Linked DNA regions of Mus musculus: region 1 is linked to region 2. The links are chromatin contacts, called in public HiChIP or PLAC-seq maps. All regions are on one chromosome and are shown on one strand. The core of a region is the stretch at or near the end of the contact, and the rest is flanking DNA. Distances in the headings are between cores, read along the strand shown.

Region 1 (3,992 bases), core at 1,010-3,509, 200 kb after region 2:
CTTTTCACCTCAGCTTAAAAAATTTCCTGGGTGAGATTTACATTCTTGGTTAGAAGCAAAGCCCTGCTTTGAGAGGTTTTGACATGTAATACTTCGGAGGCAGCTAACAGAAAATTGTCTCCAAGCAAACCTACCTAAATCCATGAAATCTAGTTTTAGTTAAAAAGAAAAAAGGGGGGGGGCACTTTACCAGTCTTTTTGCTTTTCTAGCCCTAAAAGGCATTCTTTACAAATTTCCTTTAAATTCCACTAAAACCAAGCCCTAACCTTTTACCTCTCTAAGGGCCACAGCAAGGACACAAAGACAATAAATGGCTGGAGGGAAGCTCCACCTGTTGGTTGGTTAGCTGGCAGGGCCGGCTAGCTTCTTCCCACCCGATAAGGAAGGACAGCAAGGATCACTCCCTTTTGTAAGAGCCTTCCCTTGGAGGGGCTTGGGAGATTCCCTGCAAACATCCGTGCCACATGCTAGCAGTCTCGACCCTGCCCGTCGAAGGGCGAGGGACCGCGTGGCAACTACCACCGCTCTGCACAAAAGGTACCACTGCTGTGGGGGAAGACACCCGATTCTATCGGGGCATCCCCGGAAGGGGCGAGGGCGGTGCGGGTCGAGGGGGAGGCCAGGTTGCTGCTTGGAGAAGGAGGAGGAGGAGGGTTCCGCCACGCGCCGAGGAAGAAAGCCTGACTCATGTCGTGGCAGCAGCGGAGGGCTCCTGGGAGCTGCAACTCGTGATGCTGCTGTTGCTGAGGAGAAAAGCCTCATTACCCGTTCCGCAGGCCGGGGCGGGGGAGCCACCGCCCCAGGGCGCGCACACCCGAGACCTAGCGCTCCGCACCCGCCTCGCCGCCGGGGTCCGCGTGGGAGACAGCAGCGGACACGCCTAACCTGCGCGCACGCGCGCGGCGTGGTTCCCCCCCCCCCTCCCAGCCCCACCCCAGCCTCTCCACGCGACCCGGATTCGCTCGCTCGCGCGCCCGAGTGCCCCACCCCCCACCGCCCTCCGGCGTCGGCGACTCCGCCGGCCTTCGGTAATTTCCGTGGGAGACGGAGCCGAGAGCTCGGCGCGGACCGAAGACAGGCCACCTCCCCTGGTCAGACCCGGCTTTATGTCTGCAGCGCCGGCGCGCACGCGCAGACGCCATCTTCCCTCCTCTCCTCCACGACCCCTCCCCCCTGCCACCTCCTCCTCCTCCTTCTCCTCGGTCAGAGCTCGACCCTCCTCCTCTCGCGCTGGGGCGCTGGTCCCTCCTCTCTTGATGCCGCGAGAGACCAGGGGATACGGAGCAGCCCGAGAAGAGCACTAGTAACAACCATCACAGCCCCCTCCTCGCCCGACGCCCTCCCACTCCCCCGCCCCGCGCCGCCACCGACCAACCCCACCTCTCATTTCTTTGAACGGCGTCGGCTGCAGCCGCTGCACCAGCCCCGTCTGGCCGCCACCGCCGCGAAAAGGAGCCACCGCCGCCCGCGGCCCCCTCCCTCCCTCTCTCCCTCCCTCCCGGTCGCGGGAGCAGCTCGGTGCCGAACCAGCCGGCGGGCCGAGAAGAGGACGCGAGCTCGCCCCTCCGCTCCCGCGCACGTCCCGCCGCCCGCCGGAGCAGCCCGGGCGCCGGCGCCCTTCCTCTCCGAGGACGTGTGGCGAGCCGAGCGCCTGCCCCGAGGGAGGAAAATGCTCGGGCTCCATGGCTGCCAGTGATGGAGCGGTCCCTGGGCTCCCGCTGCTGCTGCCGCCACCGCCGCCGCCGCCGCGCCCCGGCCGCGCTCCGCGAGGATCCGGCGTCTCTGCGCGCCCGCCCGCGCCTCGTTGCTGGGCTCACCGTACCGGGCGCCCCGCCACCGCCCCGCTCGCAGCCGCGCCGCCCGGGCCCCAGCCGCGGCCAGCCTTTCCTCCCGGAGCAGCCGTCGCGAGCCCAGGGGGTTTGAGAGGGGCCGCGGGCCGTGGGGGGAGGCCCGAGCGGGGCCGGCCGCGCCGGCAGGGGAGGTTGGAGCGACGCTGAGCTCAGGGCTCGCCGGCGGCCGCGGCGCCGGGGGTGGCGAGGGCCGGGGCGACCGCTCGCTCCGCGCTGCCTCGGTGCAGGACGAGCGGAGGGGCTTTTGCAGCGGCCGTCGCCGCGGGAGGAGGGGGTTGAGCTGGCTCCGGAGTTGGCCAAAGAAGGTGGGCATTTCTCGCTTCTCCTCGCCTCCCCCGCCCCCTCCTGGGCTCCCCTCCCTCCCGCCCCGCACCCCACGTGAAGCGGAATATAAAGGGGGGTGTGTGACTGGAGGGGGAAGTGAATGGCGAAGGACTGAAGGGGTCCCCCTTCGGTTCCCCAGCCACCTGGTTCACCCGGTTCATCCTCCCTTCCCGAAGTTAGCCCTCGAAGGCACGAGCAGCCGGCGCCTTCGGCAGAGGAGGAGGAGGAGGAGGGATCGCGTCGGGCGGAGCTTCAGGTCCTGTTCGTCTCTCCGGCTTCTCCATACAAAGATTACGGTGCAGAAGGAAATTGCACTTGCCTCCTCCGCCCCCCGGTACCCAGCACAATGCACCAGCCGCCGGAGTCCACCGCCGCGGCGGCCGCTGCTGCAGACATTAGTGCTAGGAAGATGGCGCACCCGGCAATGTTCCCTCGAAGGGGCAGCGGTGGTGGCAGCGCCTCTGCTCTCAATGCAGCAGGTACGGGCGTCAGTGGTGCTGCTCCATCTTCTGAAGATTTTCCTCCTCCTTCGCTGCTCCAGCCGCCGCCTCCTGCTGCATCTTCCACGCAGGGACCCCAGCCTCCGCCTCCACAAAGCCTGAACCTCCTCTCGCAGGCTCAGCTGCAGGGACAGCCTCTTGCGCCAGGCGGAACTCAGATGAAAAAGAAAAGTGGCTTCCAGATAACTAGCGTTACTCCGGCTCAGATCTCTGCCAGCATCAGCTCCAACAACAGCATCGCGGAGGACACCGAGAGCTACGACGATCTGGATGAGTCGCACACGGAAGATCTCTCCTCTTCCGAGATCCTCGACGTCTCCCTTTCCAGGGCCACTGACTTAGGTGAGCCTGAACGAAGCTCCTCAGAGGAGACTCTGAATAACTTCCAGGAAGCTGAGACACCTGGGGCAGTCTCTCCTAACCAGCCCCACCTTCCTCAGCCTCATTTGCCTCACCTTCCACAACAGAACGTTGTGATCAATGGGAATGCCCATCCCCACCACCTCCATCATCACCATCACCCTCATCATGGGCACCACCTTCACCATGGGCACCATCATTCATCACATGCTGCTGTGGCCGGTCCATCCATTCCCGGAGGGCCACCCTCGAGCCCAGTGTCCAGGAAACTCTCTACAACTGGAAGTTCTGATGGTGGTGTGCCAGTCGCACCTCCTCCTGCAGTACCATCGAGTGGCTTACCAGCATCAGTGATGACGAACATCCGTACTCCAAGTACTACAGGAAGCCTAGGTATAAATTCGGTTACTGGCACGAGCGCTACGAATAATGTTAACATTGCTGCTGTGGGTAGTTTCAGTCCCAGTGTGACGAACAGCGTGCATGGTAATGCTAATATAAATACAAGCAATATCCCTAATGCTGCTAGCATAAGTGGTGGGCCTGGAGTTACCAGTGTTGTTAATTCGAGTATCTTGAGTGGCATGGGCAATGGTACCGTTTCTTCCTCTCCTGTTGCTAACAGTGTCCTTAATGCAGCTGCAGGTATCACTGTGGGAGTGGTTTCCAGTCAGCAGCAGCAGCAGCAGCAGCAGCAACCAACAGTTAACACATCGAGGTTCAGGGTTGTGAAGTTAGACTCTACTTCTGAACCCTTTAAAAAAGGTCGATGGACTTGCACAGAATTCTATGAGAAGGAAAACGCTGTGCCAGCTACAGAAGGCGTGGCCGTCAATAAAGTGGTGGAGACGGTGAAGCAAACCCCCACGGAAGCATCGTCCTCGGAGAGGGAGAGCACTAGTGGGAGTTCTGTGAGCAGTAGTGTGAGCACACTGAGTCACTACACGGAGAGTGTGG
Region 2 (4,442 bases), core at 776-3,275:
TCTTTCTTTCTTTCTTTCTTTCTTTCTCTCTCTCTTTCCTTCCTTCCTTCCTCTCTCTCTCTTTCTTTCTTTCTTTCTCTCTTTCTCTCTCTCTTTCTTTCTTTCTTTCCTTCCTTCCTTTCTCTCTCTCTCTTCTATTTGTATTTTATGTTTTTATTTCCTCTTGTTTGACTTTTTTTTAATAGAGTACTTATATTTCTTTAGAAGTCAAGTATTTAATTCAGCAGATAATGGATACATGGTGTGGGGAGGGAGGGGAACTAGAGTGGGTGACTCCAAGTTTTCTACTTAAGGAAAAAAGTCTTTCCTAGGCTTGGTCTACAGAGCAAGCACCTCAATGGTTTGGTGGTTGAAATAGTTGACTTTAATACTAAAAGGGAAACTTAAAACAAGCAGGGACAAGCGATTGTTATGTGTGATACCTGGTGCTCCTTGCATGTGTTTGAGGGTAAATAATACCAACAGTACATCTTGTGTGGTCACAGCACCCTGGATTCATCTAGGTGGAGAATAACCACTTCTTGACTTTGTACAGATGACCCTCAGCATTCCATTCACATGTAAATCCTAGGTGCTAAAGTCCCTTATAGAAAAGGGTGTCATATTTGCACACACACAAGACAATGCTCGTTTGTGGGGTTTGGAAGGAGAGAGAATCTTATTATTTATAATGTGCTTTGGCATTGATTTGGTCGAGTAGAAAAGCTGTTCAGGTGAAAAGGGGTGTTTCTGAGAGAGAAGTGGGCTGGACAGAATGTGGTGTGGGGTGCTCTGGCTGCACTGGATGTGTAGGGGAGCTCTGGGCATCGGGCTTAGGAAGCACTCGTGGGAAAGGTTGTCTAGGACCGTGGTGGTCTGATGTCGGTGGCTTTGACCTGCTGGTCTGAATAGGTTGTCTTCAGTCTATCCAGCCTCAGGGAGCTGGAGGCTTGTGAGCAGGGACAGAGTGTACAAGCGGCGTTAAGAATAATTTACCTGCCTGCCCTGTGCTAAATGCCCCTGGGGAGAGAAAACTGGAGACAGGGAGACATGTTTTGGAGATGACCAACAATTCTGGAAGTACACTGGAGGGTAGATGGGGTGCTTCTATTTAGGTGGGAATCCCTAAAACAGAAAATAAACCATTTCCTGAGCTCCTTATACAACTGAATGTCCACTCAGTTCACACTCAAGTTTCCTAGAAATGAACGTTGCAGATTAACTTCCTTTCTGTTAAACAAAAAGATTATGTTAACCCCGTTGCACCTATAATATAACTCGGGCATTTCCCCGGAGTGTGGGATGCAATTACCATAAATACCTTGCAAGGGGACCTGGCCAGTCAGCTTCTCACAGGTCACCACAGAGCTACCGAGTCAGAGGCACAGGAAATCAACATTTTGAGAAGTGAAAACTAATTTCCAGAGGGGTCATAGACAGCAAGGGCTTTTAGGAGTCAGCCAGTCTGATCTGTCAATACTTCATGGAGCAACTGGACTCAAGTTTAAAGCCAAAAACAGTCAGCGGAGGAGCAGGGACCTGAATCTGAGCATCGGGGTTTTCAGTACTCCTCCACCTTGCCACAGCGAATGGGAGAGCTAGTTAACACAAGGAGAAAGGTAACATTCAATGAGAGGAGCCGGGAACTGGTGAGAGAACAGTTGAGCTTATATTTAGACTGAGGTCTGTTCCCTCTGTCATTAACTGATCCTAAAGGGTGTGGGGACAGCTGCCCATCACTGGGACATAACCTAGGAACACTTAATCCTTGTGAAGGAGGGGCTGCGGAGAAGAACCAGCCTCACCACTTCCACAGTGTGGTTTTCAGTGCCATAACCCCTTCGTTTGCAAGCTTTCAAGGGACAGAAAAGAGTTAGAAGGTTTTAGAGAGAAAGATCAATACAAGAAAAACTTGGAGGAAGAACTCGAAAAGGTCAAGCTGGGGGCTGGGCACAGGTGCAAAAACTTGGACTGTTATAAAGGCTGGGTATAGACGTCATAGAGGAACAACGAAGCTGAGACGCTGCCCTGTGCGCAAGCGCATTGAGCAAGTAAGCGGTAATGGGAAATGCCCAGCACAGGATGGGGTTGGGGTTGGGGTTGGGGTTGGGGCTGGGCGCTCCTGGAGCTCAGCAGGAGTTTCGGTGAACTGTGGTTTTCATTGTCACGTCCTGCTCTGTTATGTCAGAGCTGTGGAAAAGCTCCTGTTTCAGGAACTATTTCCTGTTTGGGGTCCTTTCATGGGAAAATAAGAAAATGCAGCCTTGTCTTCTCTGGTAGAGCTGTGGAACAGCTTAGCTTTGTTAAGGAGACCTTGTGCCTTGCAATGAAGTGGAATGTGCCTTGTCATCATTTCATTCTTTGAAATCATGTTAGTGTCTGTGTATGGGTTCAAGGGTGGGGGGATGGTACCCATGGAGATCAAAAGAAGGCATCAACTTCTCTATAGACCTGAAGTCGCAGGCAGTTGTCAATGCCTGTCCTGGCAACAGAACTCGGGTCCTCTGCAATAGCTGTACACACTCTTAACTCCAGTGGCCCAGTCAGCGTATTGTACATGTGCCTTGGTAAAGGGAACCAACAATTGCCATTAATTAGGACTACTATATTGGTCCTATAAAAATAACCCATGGTTCCAGGATAAAAGCTTCACAAACTGGCACCTTCCCAGCCTGCTGCGATGCATCCCGAATGGAAAGCAAGAATGAAAGCAGGAACAGCCTTGGCTATGATCAGATGCTGGACCGCACATGGCTGCTAACCTTGAATTCGGTGGCTTCAGAGCAAGCTAGAAAAGCAGGTCCAACCTGTCACACTGGGAGGAGAGTGTGTGCTCTCTTGTTCTCTTAGCATGTCTGGAGATTGCGTTGGGTTAATGTTTGACTTCTGTTCTTTACTATCTTAGACCTCAATTTCCCCACATACATAAGGGAGGGCAAAAAAGGCAACACTTTCTCAGAAACACAAGTAGTATAGACTCTTCCTCTTGGAAGGGAAGGCAAAATGGTGAAAAATTCAAGGTCGGCAACATGTGGCCCCATAGACACAATTTGAGCCACTAGTACAGGTCATACAGATGTTAATTTATCTAAGAGCCACATAAAACCTAAGGTGAAATTAATTTTAATGCCATGTTTCATCCTATATAATATAGCTCAGATATTTTAACAAATAATAGCTTTTTAAGTAAAAATATTTTATTATATTGTATGTGTGTTAATATGTATGATGTGTGTGTGAATGTGTGTGTTCATGGGCTATAGTGTATGTGGGGTCAGAGGACAACTTTAAGGTGCTGGCTTTCTCCTTCTACTGTGACTTTCAGTATTAAACTCAAGCTACCCGGCTTTCAAGACAAATACCTTTACCTGCTGATCTATCTCACTAGCCCATAATTAATATTTTAAAAAATCAGTGCTACTTCAGAGAGGTGGCTCAGTGGTTAGGAGTGCTTGCCCCTCTCCCGGAAGTTCCTACTTTGTTTCCCAGAACCCACACTGGGAGGTTTACAAACTTCTATAACTCTAATTTCAGGGGGCCTGATGCCCTCTTCTGGCCGCTGTGAGTACTTACACTCATTTGAGGTATACACACACACACACACACACACACACACACACACACACACACACACACACAAATAATGCGATTTCAAAAATTATTAGTGTGATTTGTTACATTCTTTTCACTATACAAATCATCAAAATCTATATTTTACACACACCACACATCTTAATCGAGATGAAGCAAACTTCAGGGCATGGTAGCGCTGTATGGCCAACATCTACTCTACTGGGAAGGATGGCTCTAAAGAAAGTTTGAACTAACCTGGAAATGACTTACTCTTAAGAAGATTACTTAAACACCCCGTGCCTCAGTTTCTACATCTGTAAGATAGGAATAATAACAGTAGTAACTTTAGTGCAGGTGTATTTTAAGACCCTAGTGTAAAGCCGAGTATGGTGGCACATGCCTTTATTTAGTCCCTGCACTTAGGAGGGAGGCAGAGGCAGGTGGATCTCTGAGTTCATGGCCAGCCTGGTCTACAGAGCCAGTTTCAAGACAGCCAATGCTACACAGAGAAACCCCTACCGAAACAAACAAACAATTAAAACCCTACTGTAGGCTTATTAATCTATACAAGCTGTCATTTTTAGTTTTGGCAAAAGTGTATAAGATCACAGGGCTAACTTTCCTCAAAATGTGGAAATTCTACACTAAGTAAAATTAAGTACACTAAGTAAATTAAGCTTAGGGCTTAGATTTCTTTTGTCTTCTTATGGAAGTCATTTGGTAGCACAAACCAGGAAAGCATACTCGAAATATGCCTATATCTATGGCATATTTGTTCTATGATTTCAAATGCTGAGTGACATCTGGGCTCCCTGGGCAGGGGACAGGAGGGAAACGTCTCACTGGGCACTCGCCCATCCTCATCCCGACAGTAAGGCAGCTAGCTGGAC

Evidence for each region. HiChIP or PLAC-seq counts read pairs in DNA pulled down with a chosen protein or histone mark.
Region 1: a contact with region 2 is called in an H3K27ac HiChIP or PLAC-seq map of thymic regulatory T cells, with 5 times the contacts expected there. The contact joins the promoter of Tsc22d1 here to the enhancer-like site in region 2. A contact is called at or near these places in 7 of 39 promoter capture datasets (3T3-L1-derived adipocytes, the SN4741 cell line, cranial neural crest and 4 more), 3 of 484 Hi-C or Micro-C datasets (CD4 T cells, psoas muscle and regulatory T cells), 20 of 115 datasets of contacts at active chromatin or transcription factors (bone marrow-derived macrophages, craniofacial prominence, effector CD8 T cells and 17 more) and 3 of 9 other capture datasets (adipose tissue, embryonic stem cells and pancreatic islet).

The regions. Positions count from the first base shown.
Region 1 is chr14:76,413,562-76,417,553 of GRCm38.p6, forward strand. It overlaps Tsc22d1 (TSC22 domain family, member 1), which reads left to right and starts at 2,260. Exons shown (of 3, transcript NM_207652.3): 1 at 2,260-3,992. The coding sequence starts at 2,522.
Region 2 is chr14:76,215,271-76,219,712 of GRCm38.p6, forward strand. No RefSeq gene overlaps it. Among named protein-coding and RNA genes, the nearest start is that of Gm41214, 12 kb to the left of the region's middle. Within about 2 kb of position 2,026, at least 64 of the 459 cell types and tissues checked have an H3K27ac peak or open chromatin away from gene starts, as enhancers often do. A contact at or near this core is called in effector CD8 T cells, memory CD8 T cells, regulatory T cells and 2 more, where this site is marked.